Linked DNA regions of Mus musculus: regions 2 and 3 are each linked to region 1. A link is a contact called in public HiChIP or PLAC-seq and promoter capture Hi-C data. All regions are on one chromosome and are shown on one strand. The core of a region is the stretch at or near the end of the contact, and the rest is flanking DNA. Distances in the headings are between cores, read along the strand shown.

Region 1 (4,761 bases), core at 1,484-3,983:
GGTCGCACTGACAGAGTAGGGTGTGACTAAGTACTTCACACTGTTTTGTTCTCAACTGGCTTTAACTAAATTCTTTCTTGAACCTCAGATACGACATGCTAAAACTTCAGACACCAAATTCTTTGGGACCTTAGAGAATCTGGGAAAGAAGTAGGGTTGGCAACGAAAGAGCACCATGGGAAGGGCCTTCTTTGTTAATGGCTGGAAGCAGGAACTCAACTCCACCTCCACTCTCTTACCAGGACTTGAAGACAGCTTCCTCTGTGTTACCTTCTTAGTCCTGATAGTTTTTCTATAGAAGAGAAAGAACAGCAAAAGTGTTGAGGACCCTGCTGACAAGCCTTCTACTTTTATTTTCTTTTGCCAGCTTCCCAAGTACACTAAAATGTCCCTGAAGTGCACTGTTTTCCAGTGACAGGCACTACTGTTGGCAACTATCATGAGTTTAGTTCAACACAACATTCTAAAAAGGGAGTACTATTTCTTTTTTGTTTGGGCTTTTGAGACAAGGTTTCTCTGTGTAACTACCCTGGCTGTCCTGGAACTCCCTCTATAGACTAGGCTGGCTATATAGCCGGCACTCAGAATTCCGCCTGCCACCTCTGAGATTAACCCTGCTCAGAGGAGTACTAGCTCAGGCACCACTGAGATTTAAATAGTAAAGTTCCACAGCTGCCACTGAGCCACTGGGGACAGCACTGGGAAGAGAGGAGGGCTTCTTGGGGGTGGGGGAAGGGCTCTGATATACGCTTTGTCACTCTCTAACCCTAGCCCAAGAGTATGTTAAAGGAAGCAGAAAATGCAGCGTGTATCAAAGGAATTTCCCCAACTCCTTCAGGTCACCTACTCTACCTCAATCTTGGATGTTTGTTTTTTTCTTTTAAAGTCTTCATTCGTTTCCGTCTGTCCTTCCTATCTAGAATTCTTCTGTGCTATTATGAAGATAATGCAGGCTTTTCCAGCTACAAACATAAACGAAATAGGTTAGCAATTTAATTTTACATTTGGTTATCAAGTTCTACAAGATCAAAGCAACAGTATACTTCTCAACTCATTTGATAAAGGGGTTATAGACAATATTAATGCTAGTGATGGCCAATAGTGATTAAATGGTTCCAAGAACCGTTTAGGCACTTAACAATAGGCACACTAATAACCCTTATTTTCAAGTTGAGGAGACTGAGTTAGAGAGATAAACGTCATGGCCAAGGTCAGAATCAGTGATCCTAGGTGAGATTTAATGATTACAAAAGCTGACATCAACTACGGTGTTATAATTTTATCTCATTGCAGTATCTCATTGGAACCGGGTCGGATAGATGGTTAAGAGCACTGACTGTTCTTCCAGAGGTCCTGAGTTCAATTCTTAGCAATCACATGGTGGCTCCTGTAATGGCATCTGATGCCCTCTTATGGTGTATCTGAGGACAGCTATAGTGTACTCATATACATAAAATAAATCTCTTTTTTTGTTTTGTTTTTCGATACAGGGTTTCTCTGTGTAGCCCTGACTGTCCTGGAACTCACTATAAGACCAGGCTGGCCTCGAACTCAGAAATCCGCCTGCCTCTGCCTCCCAAGTGCTGGGATTAAAGGCGTGCGCCACCACTGCCGGGTTTGGACAGCATTTCTTAAAAGACCTCAGTCAATTAGGTCCCTCCAGAGATATACTATACTTCAGTATCCAGAGCCTCAAGTCAAGGCTGGCGATTCTGAATCTCTTCATGAATGTCAGACTTTTCTAACTGCTAACTGCTTACAAGCCATCAAAACTTCACGCTAGCTTTTCCCAACACAGGAGATGCAGTTGCAGAGCTAACATCAGTTTGTTTTCTTACTAAACGTGGATGGGCTGAGATGGGTTGGAACCTTTCCGTGTCCCCACGGGGATCTACTTTACTTCCTAGTATGTTGGCGCTAAACCCGACTGTGTTAAAATAGAAATAAACCTTGAGATTTCAGTTCTTTGCATCGCTGGGACACGACGTTACTTGAGTAGTAGTCTGTGCACACTGGTAGTTATAAGATGGAATCTTCAAAACAGTTGAGGACGGTCGTGGCAAATGCAAGCTGCTCAGTCCGCGATTTCCTAACCCGGCGGATGCTCGCTCGAAACGCTTACCAAGTTGTATCACTGGATAAAAGTGTTGGGTAAATTAAAAATATATTAACGTGTTCGGTCCCGCCGCCGCAAGAATAAACGATTTATTTGGAAAATACGTCAGTGTGGCCACAACCGTCCCCCAAAGGTAACAGTCAGAAGAGGGCTCAAGGAGCATTCCGCGCATGCCAGGGCTCCCTTGCCGGGCGGCTGTGGCGAGGCCAGGCTGGAGGCTGCTTCCGCTGCTCGCTCTCACGGAAGCTACGGGCCACCGCTTTCAGCCCAGGCTGCCCACCCAGCTGTCGCCGAGGGCGCCGCTGTCCCGGAGCTTTAGTCGTTGACACAAGACGTGGTAACTACTTCACGGGCGGCCGCCCCGCGCGGTGACTGCGCCGTCGAAGGAGGCGAGCGTGCTGAGGGGGGATGGGGTCACGCGGACTGTGGCCAAAACGAGGACCGCTAACGGCCGCGCGCCCGCCCCGCCCTCCGCACGTGCGCGCCCTCGCCTCGACGCGCGCGCGCGTGCATGCCCGCCTCTGTCTCCGCCTCCGCCCCCGCCGTTCGGCCGGCGGAAGACCAGCCCCCGGGTTAGGCTCGTCGTGTGATGATGACGTTGTACGTCCGGCGCGGGCGAGTGACGCGGCGCGGCCCGTTGTCTGTGCGGGGCTGAGAAGCCCTAAGGGCGGTGGGCGCTCCCGGTTGGGGGCGGCGCGGGTTTAGCAGGGCCTGGACATGGCGCTGAGAGGCCGCTCCGCGGGAAGATGAATAAGGGCTGGCTGGAGCTGGAGAGTGACCCAGGTACGGAGGGGCCTCGGCGGGCCGGGGGCTGGGGAGGCCGGATGGGCCCCGGACGCACCTGCATGACAAATCCCTCTTCTTGTCGTCCCACCCAGGCCTCTTCACCCTCCTGGTGGAAGATTTCGGTAAGAACCCCGTTACCCACGACCTTCGGTCCCTGGCTGGTGTGGATGTGGGGGTTGGTCCTTGAGTTCTCGCAGCAGAGCCTGGGACTGCCCTGCCGACCTCTCCTTTCCTGATCGTAGGTGTCAAAGGGGTGCAAGTGGAGGAGATCTATGACCTTCAGAGTAAATGCCAGGGGTGAGTGGCTGGGACGCCCCCTTACCTCCGGAGGGCCGAGAAAGGGCAGGGGAATAGTACCCCATTCAAGGGAGGCAGTACTAGAAAACCTGAGCTATATAAAATATCACATAAGAAAGTGTCACTCTTTGTGGGTGCCCTCTTGGACTTTTCTTTTCTTCTCAGTCTTTCCTCAGTGTTTCTCCTTAGAAAGCTGTAGCCCTCCTTTTAACCCTAAGCACTCGTGGAGTACAGTTGAGCTGCCTTTCTGGTTTTGCAGCCGGAACCCTCCGTTGCATAGTGTTGCACCTTTTTTGTAAGTGTACAGTCCATTAATTACATCACCACATGTGCTGTGCCTTTAATCACCACACAACATTTGTCCTGACCATTAGTGGCGCTCTCCTCTAGTCCCAATGCTTGGGAGGCAGAGGCAGGCAGATCTCTGAGTTTGAGTCCAACCTACGCTACTTAGTGAGACCATGTGTCAACAAAACTGAACACAGTTGTCCTGTATTGATTGGTTAGTGTGAGAAGGCCTTTTTTAGGTACCTAAACTCAGAGTCTTGTTTTGGAAATCTATAGAATAGAGGCATAGAGAACCTAACTGCTTCCAAGGGAAGGAACTGGTTTGGGAGTTCACGCACTATACTCATTTTACTAGGACTGGAGGCCGAGGTCCACCAGTGAGTTGGTACTTAATTCTTCATCAACGTTTTTGTGCCTTTTATTGTGTCCCTACCTTGCTCCATCCTGGGCCAGCAGTTCCAGATTTCCTTCTTCTCTTGCCTAGACCTCATAGACCGAGTGGGGTTTGAGAGCTTCAGGCTCATACTTGACTGCCTGTGATAGGCTTCTGGGGTTTGAGGTCTCAGAGCCATGTTGGATACAGTTTGGTTAAGAGTGAGGGACTCAGTGCAAGAGCATTTCAGTGCAAAGGATTAGGGAGAGAAAGAAGGGGATGCTGATTGTCATCTGCCTCTTGCTTCTCTAGGCCTGTGTATGGATTTATCTTCCTGTTCAAATGGATCGAAGAGCGCAGGTCCCGCCGCAAGGTTTCTACGTTGGTGGATGACACGTCTGTGATTGATGATGATATTGTGAATAACATGTTCTTTGCTCACCAGGTCTGCTGAGTTCTGCGCTTGTTTCGGGCCAGGATGCTATTTTTGTCTTTGTTTGTTTCTGGTATTGTGTGGAAGGTGGCAGTGGGGGAGCAGGAAGAAGCGCTAGACTGGAACCAAGAGAAACTGTTGCAGAAACCCTGTGGCAGACAGACCTAACTCTTTTTCATTAGAGGGAATACCTCTGTAGTTGGTGGTGTTTTAGTACATTCTCCATGTCCCTAGATAGGAGGTATTTTAGTTGGTTCATGTTAAATGAATAAAGACTGGGTAAGACAAAGGAAACTAAAGGATGTTGACATCTTTCTTTTTAGTCTTCATTCTCAATAAGTGTGGGCATGGGGATGTCTGGGGTAAAGAGTATATGAGGTATATGAGTGATTGTTTTTGATTTATAGCTGATTCCCAACTCTTGTGCCACTCACGCCTTGCTAAGCGTGCTTCTGAACTGCAGCAATG
Region 2 (4,761 bases), core at 615-3,114, 210 kb after region 1:
CAGATGGCTTGAACGTGGTGTCAGAGTAGGTGGGTTGAACAGATTACAGAAGGTAATTGCGGGGGGGGGGGGTGATCATGGGTTAGCAGGGAAGGTGTGAAGAGAAATTGCCCTATAATTACTACGGTTTCAGAATAAATCTATAGAGTTTGGTTTTGGGGGAGTAAACAGTTTCTGGGTTGCAGTGACAGCTTCTGGCTGGAGGATCAAGCACAGCCTTGCATAGCAGATGGCTCTGTGCTGCCACTATCTCTAGCCTCCCTCCCACCTGCCAGCTAGGCTCCTGCCTCCATGCTTAGTCCATGATAGTCCATTCTCCCTCCTATAGCCACAATGGACTAGACCCCGTCAGAGCTGATGGCCCTTCCTGATGACCACTTCCTGTCTGATGACCCTTCCTGCTGACCACTTCCTGTTCACTGTCCATCATAAACATACTAAGTTCTCAGTGCCCACCAGCTCTGTGTGATATTCTGGCCTCCACCTTACTTCCCTGCAGCCACATTGGGCACCTAGTCTCCCGGCCTCGTGCCCATCTCCCCGGGAGATCTCTGTCTCTGCTTTTCCTCTGACTGACAAGTTTGCTCTTCCTCATATGGCTGGCTCTCCCTCGGTCTGGGTTATTTTCCCAGAATGCCCTTCCCTGGCTTCTCCCTTTCTCCAAACCACTCCTCCATTTGTTTAGGACCGTTTTGCTCATTGTCCTTCTCCAGGTAAAAGATGGGGCTACTGGCATCCACGTCTATGCTTCACTGCTCTTGTCCCCAGAAAGATATGGTCCTACTAGGTGCTGAATTATGATACAGGTGAGTACATGGAGGATGGACAAGCTCACACAGTGTGCTACCACCTTCTCACTGTGCTTTTCCCTGTGTGGGGAGACAGTGCTCCTCAAAGGTGGAGAACCATGGGGCAGGGAGGACAGAGCCCACGGGAAGGAAACACTCTTTTCCCGACAGCACGAGGCAACAGGCAGCAGCCTGCACAACAGTTTGTTCCCAGAAATTCTGTGTGTATTTTGAAACCTCCCAAAGAGTTGACAGGCATGGATCTGGGGTGTACCATATTGGTACAAATGCACATGCAAGGCGAACTGGGTTCAATCCCCAGTACCCTAAAAAATAAAGATACTGGGTAAACCTGGAAGGAGCTGCTGAGTCCATGCTCCCAGAATCCCATTCTAAGCCTAGAGAATGAATCTGGTCATCATCTATCGTTGACGTGACTTGTTGGGGTTCCTGTGCCCAGGGGTTACGCTCCCGTGCATAAGGACTGGTGGGATTCATGAGTGGGTAGCTAAAAAAAAAGGAACTTACTGGAAAGATATGGGAGGCTCGAAGGAGGAGGGCCTGGCTCAGAGAAGGGGGAGGGTAAAGAAAGGCTGTGTGTGTGATCCATGGGACACAGGAAGGCAGGCTAAGCATGCCAGCATGCAGGAGACCCACCCTTCGCTGCACACTTTAGGTGGAAGCCTTCCTTGCTCTCCCAGTCCTCTAGGGCAAGCTTGTCTGGAGTCAGTATCTGCCAACTGGGGGGAGCAGTGATTTCCCCTGCCCTCTCCTGCAGAAAAACCAAGAGGTCACACCCCCTGGTTGTCACTTGTCTGCAGCAGGCCTGATCTGAATCTAGTCCTGTCAGGACTGTGAGCAGAAAAGTGGCCCCACCGTGGCTGGCTGGTCCTGACCTGGTCACAAACATAGGGGATTGTTGGTGCAATGATGGTGCAACTGGTGGCCCTGGTTCCCCCACCCCGAGGCAATCAATTTAACATTGTGCATCTTTATGGACAAGCTGGACCAGTGGAATGTCTGCAGCTGGCTCCCACCTGCTTGAGGGACCCTACTGCCAGACCTGTCAAACTGGCTGAGGTCATGCTGAGAGTTTAAAACTGGCCCTGATGGGAGTGTTTACGCCACAGAAGTTGCCCAATGCCATATGTCAAACCTACTTGTTTTTCTTTCTCAGAGAACTAGTTATTAAACCAGTCCCCATGTGCATGAGAGCACGCATGCACATGCACATGTGCGTGCGCGCGCGCGCGCGCACACACACACACACACACACACACAATGTGCATTACCAGGACACACTGTGCTTGGTCTTACTGTATTACTTTTTAATCACTACTAGATTGTATCTTTAACCATGAGATTAATCTGTAGTGTGTTGTTTTAAGGTTCCACACTGGGCTGACAGTCTGTGGATTTTTCTTTTCTTCTCTTTTCTTTTTGATAGGTTTTTCCCTTTATTCATGAGATCGTAAAGAGACCAGGCCATAAACCTCCAGCTCTGTGAGTCCCATGACTTGAACAGGCCCCAAGGGGAGTGAGGGTCAAGTCTGTGACTAGCAGGAAAGTTCCCTTTTCTCTAAGCCACTCTGACTCTATCTTGAAACCAGCAACCAGTAATTGTGTCTATGATGTTATGGCTAAGAAATGAGTCTTGGGAAAGAGTAGACACAGTGGCAGTGTCCTGATTTTCTTTTATTCCACTAAGGGGGAGCCACACTGTTCCTTTAGCAGCATCTCCAATATTCTAATTCCCTTCTGGGCTCCTTGTCTTAAGAACGTTCTAGCAAAAGTCTCCAAAACACAGTTGAGAAATTCAGCCGCTGTGACTGGAATTCTGCCTGTTTGAATGAACTCTGTCCAACCTGGACTTTCTATGCTTTCCCGGAAGACAGACGCTTCCTTCAAGGATGCGTACTGTGTCCACGTGAGGCAGCGACTCCGGATAGCCATGTTCCTTTTCTGAAGGCTCAGCCATGACTCTTCTTCTAGCTGGATTATCAGGTACCTTTAAAATACTCACCTTTCAGAGGAAGCAAGCGACCACCTGCTCAATGGGATCCTGGAACACCTGGTGCATGTCCATGGTGACCCCCATGTCATGCACCCTCTTTCAGGCTCCTTGCCGAGCTCTGGCCACACCCAGGATTTTTCTTTTCTAATTAAGAGTAATACATTCTTTGCATCCACTCCCACTCTTCCCCCCCCCCAAAAAAAAAAACATGTTGATGAGAGTCTTGCTGTGTAGACTAGACTAGCCTCAAAGTGTCTGTGTTGCTGAGGCTGATCTCAAACTCCTGAGCCTTCTGTGCCAGCCTCCCAAGTGCAGACTCAAGGCCTTTGCCACCTTCCCTGGCTACTGTCAGATTTCTCCTCCCCCCTCCCCTGCCCTTCCCCCTCCCCCTCCTCATGTAGCTAGAGATAACCTTTGATTTCTTATCCTCCTGCCTCAGCTTCCCAAGTGTGGGCATTACAGACATGTGCTTTAGTCCTTAAAGCCTTCCTTCCTTGTGTACGGCTTACTTTCCCTCTCTCATTCTCCATCATCTTTGGGACAGCACCATGTCACTGTTTAGCACTGGCTGGACTGCAACTCGCTATGGACTCCAGGCTGGCCTTGAATTTGCAGCTAACCCCCTGTCTGTCTCCTGGGTGCTGAGATTGCGCAGTCTGGCTTATTCAGGAAGTATTTTAAATCACAGATCCTAGGCTACGCACTTAATAAACAATAAGAATCTTTGGAGGTGAAACCCATGTTCTAATTTTTTAAGCTTTGCTTTCATTTTTATGGGTGTTTTGCCTGCCTATATGCTGGTGTGAGAGCATCAGGCTGGAACTGGAGCTGCAGATGGCTATTAGCTGAATGTGAGTGCTGGGATTTGAACCTGAATCCTCTGGATGAGCAGGCAGTATTCTTAACCACTGAGCTCTCTCTCTAGCCACATGTCAGCATACAGCCATGGTTAAGAATCATTGGTGCAGCCCAGAGGGCTTGATAATTCAGAAAGTCTAATGTAGCGAGTCTGGCTGGGCCCTGAGACTGCTTTTCCAACAAGCTCCCAGAGAAGCCAGCACTGCCAGCCATGGCTCACACTTGTGTAGCAGGAATACAAATAATGTCATAATTTTCTGAGTTTTAAAGATTATATGGAATTCAGCCATTTAAAGAGTATGTGGAATCCAGGAAGCCATCTTACCCCGGGGTGTATGTTCTCAATACCAAATCTTACTACTTTTCAATCAGTTGTATTCAATCTGTGGTCTGACTCAGCTTTCAGTGTGAGCTAATCCTGGTGGTGTAGGACTCTGCTGCAGGGAAGAGGAAAGAGGATCATAAGTTCAAAGCTTGCCTAGGCTACAGAGTGAGTTTAAGTTCAGCCTGTATAACTTAGTGAGATACTGTCTCAAAACACCCAGAAAAAATAAGGAAAAAATAAATAAATTGGACTGTGGATGTAGCTCAGGGGTAGACTATTTATATAGCATTCATGAAGCCCTGGCTTTGAATCCCAGGACTAAAAAATAAAAGTTAGCTGGGCAGTGGTGGTGCATGCCTTTAATCCCAGCACTTGAGAGGCAGAGGCAGGCGAATTTCTAAGTTCGAGGCCAGCCTGATCTAAAGAGTAAGTTCCAGGACAGCCAGGGCTACACAGAGAAACCCTGACTCGAAAAACCAAATTAATTAATTAATTAATTAATTAATTAAAAAATAAAGTTGGTGGAAGGTAATCTCACGAGCTGCAGAGAGGGACTGCTTGTGACAACTGCACTGTTGTCCATTTGTTAGGCCTTGGTGGGGGGGTGGGGTTGAGACAAGGCCTCTCTGTGACCCAGGATGGCCTGAACTCGTTATTATCCAGATTGGCCTAGGGTTTGTGGTGATCTTCCCGAATCCTGGTATGACTGGAGTGCACCACTCCGCACCACTGTGCTCAGCTCAGTTTTAAACATTGATGTGTGTATGTGTGTGTAC
Region 3 (4,761 bases), core at 1,551-4,050, 170 kb before region 1:
CCCAGTTTCCCCTCTCTCCTCTCCTCCTGTTCTCCCCTCCCCCATCCACTCCTCCTCTATTTCTCTTCAGCATAGGGAAGGCTTCCCATGGATATCAACCAGCCATTGCATATCAAGTTGTAGTAAGGTCTCCTCTTCTATTAAGACAAGGGTCCCAAAGGCAGGCAACAGAGTCCAAGACAGCCCCTGCTCCCATGGTTAGGAGTCCCACAAGAAAACCATGCTATACAACTCTAACATGTGGGTGGAGAGCCTGGGTCAGTCCCATGCAGGCTCCCTGGTTGGCAGTTCAACTTCTGTGATCCCCTATGGGCTCAGAATAGTTGATTCTGTGGGGGTTTCTTGTGGTGTCCTTGATTCCTCTGTCTACTGGCTCCAACAATCCTTCCCCCCCATCTTCCACAGGATTCCCCAAGCTCTGCCAAATGTTTAGCTGTGTGTCTCTACATCTGTTTCAATCAGTTGCTGGGTGAAGCCTCTCTGATGACAGCTAGGCTAGACACCAATGCACAGTGTCTGGGTCCTCCCAAGGAGGATCTTCATAACCAAATTTTGAAGTCTACCAAATGACTCTCACACAAAGACCCTCACTCACAAAGACCATAGAGACTGCTATCGCTGCAAACCGCAAGAGGATTTTTATTGATCCAACACGTTGGGGAACCCCTCAGCACGCAGGCAAGAGGAGAGACCCCAAACAAAGAAAGAACACACTTTTTATACCTTGTAAGGGGCAGATTTAGGCAACAGGGCTAGCTGGCTTATTTTCATTGTAGCAAGTAACCTTTTCAGGCATTGGTTGGTTTATATAGCGTGACTACCTTTGGCCTAGTCCCTCACTCTGCCTGCCCTTATGGTGGGTTATTATGGTTGGTCAGCAAAGCAGCAGTACATTTTGAACTTATGGGTCAGCTATTAACATCACAGGGAATTCTAGCGACAAGGTCAGGGCAGTTTGTGGTTTTTCTCAGAATTCAGTGTGGGGCAGGGGAGGAGAATTTTTCTGGGAACTGCTAATCTTGTTTTGGCAGCTGCAGGCTTAGTCTGGTCATTTTGACCACTAAAACTGTGTAGTTTGGAAAGTCCCTTGGGGGTTGGGGGGAAAGGACTAAGTGGTCTTGAATTTCTTTTGGATTCTACAGCAGAAGGATGGATCCTGTTTTTATATCCATTCTGTTAGCCTGTGTCTTTATTGGGGATTTGGGTCCATTGATGTTGAAAGATTTTAATGACACGTGATTGATAATTCCTGCTATTTTGATGATGGTGATGGTGGTGGTGGTGGTGGTGTATGTGTGTGTGTGTTTCTCTCTTCTGGTCTTGCTGGTGTGAAATTATTTATTTCCCATGTTTTCTTGTGTGTAGTTAACTTCCTTGGGTTGGAGTTTTCCTTGTAGTATCTTCTGTAGGGCTGGATTTATAGATGAATAAGTGGAAAATGTTTAAATTTAGTTTTGTCATGAAATAGCTTGTTTTCTCCATCTTTGGTGATTGAAACTTTTCCTGGGTATATTAGTCTGGGTTGGCATCTGTTCTTTTAGAGTCTGCAAAACATCTGTCCTAGTCCTTCTGGCTTTTAGAATTTATGTGCAGAAGTCATGAGTAACTTTAATAGGTCTGCTTTTACATGTTACTTGGCTTTTTCCCCTTGCAGCTTTTAATATTCTTTCTTCTGTATATTTAGTGTTTTGATTATTATGTAGTGGAGGGGGCAAAGGAGACTTCTGTTTTCTGGTCCAACTTATTTGGTGTTCTGTAAGCTTCTTATCTGTTTATGGGCATCTCTTTCTTTAGGGAAATTTTCTTCGATTTTGGTGAGAATATTTTCTGGGCCTTTGAACTGAAAGTCTTTTCCTTCTATTCCGATTATTTTTAGGTTTGGTCTTTTCATGGTGTCCTAGATTTTCTGCATATTTTCTGTCAGGATCTTTTTAGATGACTTATACCGACGAATATCTTCTATTATATCTTCTGTTTTCTATCTCTTATATTCTATTGGTGATCTTTCATTTGTAGTTTCTGTTTGCTTACTTAGATTTTCCATTTCCGGAATTCCCTTAGTTGGTGTTTTCTTTATTGCTTCTAAGTTCAATTTTAAGGTCATGAAGAGTTTCCTTTACCTGTTTGTTTTGTCTCGGCATTCTTTTCTTCGATTTCTTTTCTGTCATCTTCCTAAAGTTGGTTTTGTTTTGTTTTGTTGATTTTTCAAGACAGGGTTTCTCTGTGTAGCCCTTGCTTTCCTGGAACTCACTCTGTAGACCAGGCTGGCCTCGAACTCAGAAATCTGCCTGTCTCTGCCTCCCAAGTGCTGGGATTAAAGGTGTGCGCCACCACTGCCCAGTTTGTTTTGTTTTTTTTTAAATCACCCTGACCAGAAGCAACACAGGGGGAAGAAGGCTTTATTTCAATGTACAGTTCCAGGCGGCAATCCAGTTTTTTAAAAGATTTACTTATGTATGTGAGTACACTGTATCTTCAGACACACCAGAGAAAGGCTTCAGATCTCATTACAGATGGTTGTGAGCCACCATGTTGCTGGAAATTGAACTCAGGACCTCTGGGAGAGCGGTCAGTGCTCTTCTGCTGAGCCATCTCTCCAGCCCCTAAAATTGGTTTTAAGGTCATTTTCTTGGGCTTTAGCTGCATTTGTTGAAGAAGTGTTTTCTTCCTTGGTTTCTGTTTTTTCTTTGGTCCTCTGAGCTTTGTGGTCTCAATTTCTGGTGACCTGCTTGACCTCTGACTCACTAGGAAGTCTCTGGTTGGAGGATTGACTTCTGGCTACTTGCCAGGCCTTTGGTGCAGCAGGGGGTCTCTGTTCATCTGAGTGGTGTGGGCTGCACCTGAGCAGCTGGAGACTGTCAGAATTAGGGGCAGGGGTGTAACTAAGGGGCAGGTGGTTAGTTGAGAGGGAGCTGTGGCAGAACTGGTCTTGGGGAACAAGTCTAGGGAGTTCAGTTAAGCTGGCACAGACCCACTCACCTGAGACTTGCTATCTTCAGAGAGTGTTTTATTTGACTATCATCTGTATATAGTAATATCAAGTGTGTTTTACTTTCAGAAAAGTAATATAGTCTGAAGTATTTGCAGATAGCAAATGTATTAGGACCATTAAAAGATGATTTTTTGACAAAAATAACGGCTGGGATATGTAGCACACATTGGTAAAGTACTTGCCTACAATGCATAACTAGTGTACATAAGACACTGGTTTCACTCCCAGGTTCACAAAGGAGGGAAGGGCAGGAAGATCTTACATAACAAAATGAGAATATTGCTTATAAATATTTCATCTCAAGAGAAAATGTTTATGGTATTTTATAAACACTTGGCTTACCATTATAGGCCATACACATTTATTTCTAAAATCACTAAATTTAATATAGTCAGTTAATAATTTAGAAGAAATAATTTAGAAACATCTGTATGGGAAAGAGGTATATCACATTTTTTATAGGGTTATGTGATTTATGCTGAATTCTTGAAAATTAGTAAGTGTACATTATTAAGGTGGTTAGTTTTGTTCTGTAGAATGGTTGCTTAAATTAATGTCAGTTTGTTTTCATTCAGAAAGGCCATATTGAGGCTAGCTATATTGGTGAACACATATAATCCCAGCTACATGGGAAGCTGAGGCAGGACTAGAACACTTGAGCCTGTGAATTCAAGAACAGGACAGTTTAGTGAGATCCTCCCCCACCTCAAAATTCCAGCTACAGCTTGAGGTACAGACTGTTGAGAATATGCTGATGGTGCTATTTTTCCTGATTCCTCTCTTTGAATGCCACTGTGGTGCTTTATCCCCACAGTCCCAGCAGCTAGTGCAAGAGGACCCCAAATTTGAGGCTAGCTTGGGCTATGTAGAGAGACCCTGTCTCAAAAAGGGGAGAGGGGGAAGGAGGGAAGAGACTGGATTAAATGTATTAATTTGATGTGTTGTTTGAATGTTTTTCTGACAACCACAATCTTTTACTGAGTGTCTTTTATTTACTTATTTTTAACCCAAGAAGCTGAAAAAAGTGAAGATTCCTCAGGTACTACAGGCCTCTCAGGCTTACATCGTACATACAGCCAGGACTGCAGCTTTAAGAACAGCATGTATCATGTCGGAGATTATGTCTATGTTGAACCTGCGGAGGCCAATCTACAACCACATATAGTGTGTATTGAGAGACTGTGGGAGGATTCAGCTGGTAAGTTTGATTTAAATTGAAGGTCAGGTGCTAGAAAGATGGCTCAGTGGCTAAGAGCAGTTGCTGCTCTTGCCAGGGTCCTGGCTTCAGTTCTCAATCCCTACATCATGGCTCACAACCATCCTTAACTCTAGTTCCAGGTGATCTGAAGCCTTCATATGGCACACACATGATACACAGTCATACATGCAGGCAAAACTCTCATACATGCGTGTTGGATTTTTGTTTGTTTTTAAAGAGTTACTTATTTTGTATTAGTACACTGTTGCATAGAATCCCATTTTAAATGGTTGTGAGCCACCATGTGGGTTTTGAGAATTAAACTGAGGACCTCTGAAAGAGCAGCCAGTGCTTTTAACTGTTGAGCCATCTCTCTAGCCCCACATGTACATTTGTTTTTAATCCTAAAAAATGGGGGGTGGGGGGGGGATTTCTTTTTCCATGATCATCAGGAAGAAAAAAATTTTAACTCATATTTAAGCCTTTTAACAATAGCTACATCAATAAATTTACTGTTCAGTGTATCAGTAAATATAATTAACCACCCAGCCATATGCAAACATGGTATGTA

What was found. Promoter capture Hi-C pulls out the DNA fragments that hold promoters and counts their contacts. HiChIP or PLAC-seq counts read pairs in DNA pulled down with a chosen protein or histone mark.
Region 2: an H3K4me3 HiChIP or PLAC-seq map of embryonic limb bud shows a contact between it and region 1, with 3 times the contacts expected there. The contact joins the enhancer-like site here to the promoter of Bap1 in region 1. A contact is called at or near these places in 7 of 39 promoter capture datasets (the C10 cell line, cranial neural crest, embryonic stem cells and 4 more), 1 of 15 datasets of contacts at CTCF or cohesin (large pre-B cells), 18 of 484 Hi-C or Micro-C datasets (the C10 cell line, the CH12 cell line, ECoMG myeloid progenitors and 14 more), 19 of 115 datasets of contacts at active chromatin or transcription factors (the 230-238 cell line, the NIH/3T3 cell line, acute myeloid leukemia and 12 more) and 5 of 9 other capture datasets (adipose tissue, embryonic stem cells, liver and 2 more).
Region 3: a contact with region 1 is called in a promoter capture Hi-C map of embryonic stem cells, with 2.3 times the contacts expected there. The contact joins the enhancer-like site here to the promoter of Bap1 in region 1. A contact is called at or near these places in 2 of 39 promoter capture datasets (the C10 cell line and embryonic stem cells), 1 of 484 Hi-C or Micro-C datasets (megakaryocyte-erythroid progenitors), 4 of 115 datasets of contacts at active chromatin or transcription factors (bone marrow-derived macrophages, embryonic forebrain, intestinal villus epithelium and 1 more) and 3 of 9 other capture datasets (adipose tissue, liver and pancreatic islet).

Annotation. Positions count from the first base shown.
Region 1 is chr14:31,248,756-31,253,516 of GRCm38.p6, forward strand. Bap1 (Brca1 associated protein 1) reads left to right here and starts at 2,734. Exons shown (of 17, transcript NM_027088.2): 1 at 2,734-2,899; 2 at 2,995-3,024; 3 at 3,145-3,199; 4 at 4,173-4,305; 5 at 4,701-4,761. The coding sequence starts at 2,863. It overlaps Phf7 (PHD finger protein 7), which reads right to left and starts at 2,560. Exons shown (of 11, transcript NM_027949.2): 1 at 1,950-2,560; 2 at 853-962; 3 at 240-292. The coding sequence starts at 893.
Region 2 is chr14:31,456,342-31,461,102 of GRCm38.p6, forward strand. Gm35907 (a long non-coding RNA gene) reads left to right here. Exons shown (of 4, transcript XR_383329.4): 2 at 714-806. It also overlaps the pseudogene Gm49252. Among named protein-coding and RNA genes, the nearest start is that of Sh3bp5, 23 kb to the left of the region's middle. Within about 2 kb of position 1,865, at least 10 of the 459 cell types and tissues checked have an H3K27ac peak or open chromatin away from gene starts, as enhancers often do. A contact at or near this core is called in adipose tissue and embryonic limb bud, where this site is marked.
Region 3 is chr14:31,078,546-31,083,306 of GRCm38.p6, forward strand. It overlaps Pbrm1 (polybromo 1), which reads left to right. Exons shown (of 33, transcript NM_001081251.1): 21 at 4,005-4,190. Among named protein-coding and RNA genes, the nearest start is that of Smim4, 48 kb to the right of the region's middle. Within about 2 kb of position 2,801, at least 14 of the 459 cell types and tissues checked have an H3K27ac peak or open chromatin away from gene starts, as enhancers often do. A contact at or near this core is called in embryonic stem cells, where this site is marked.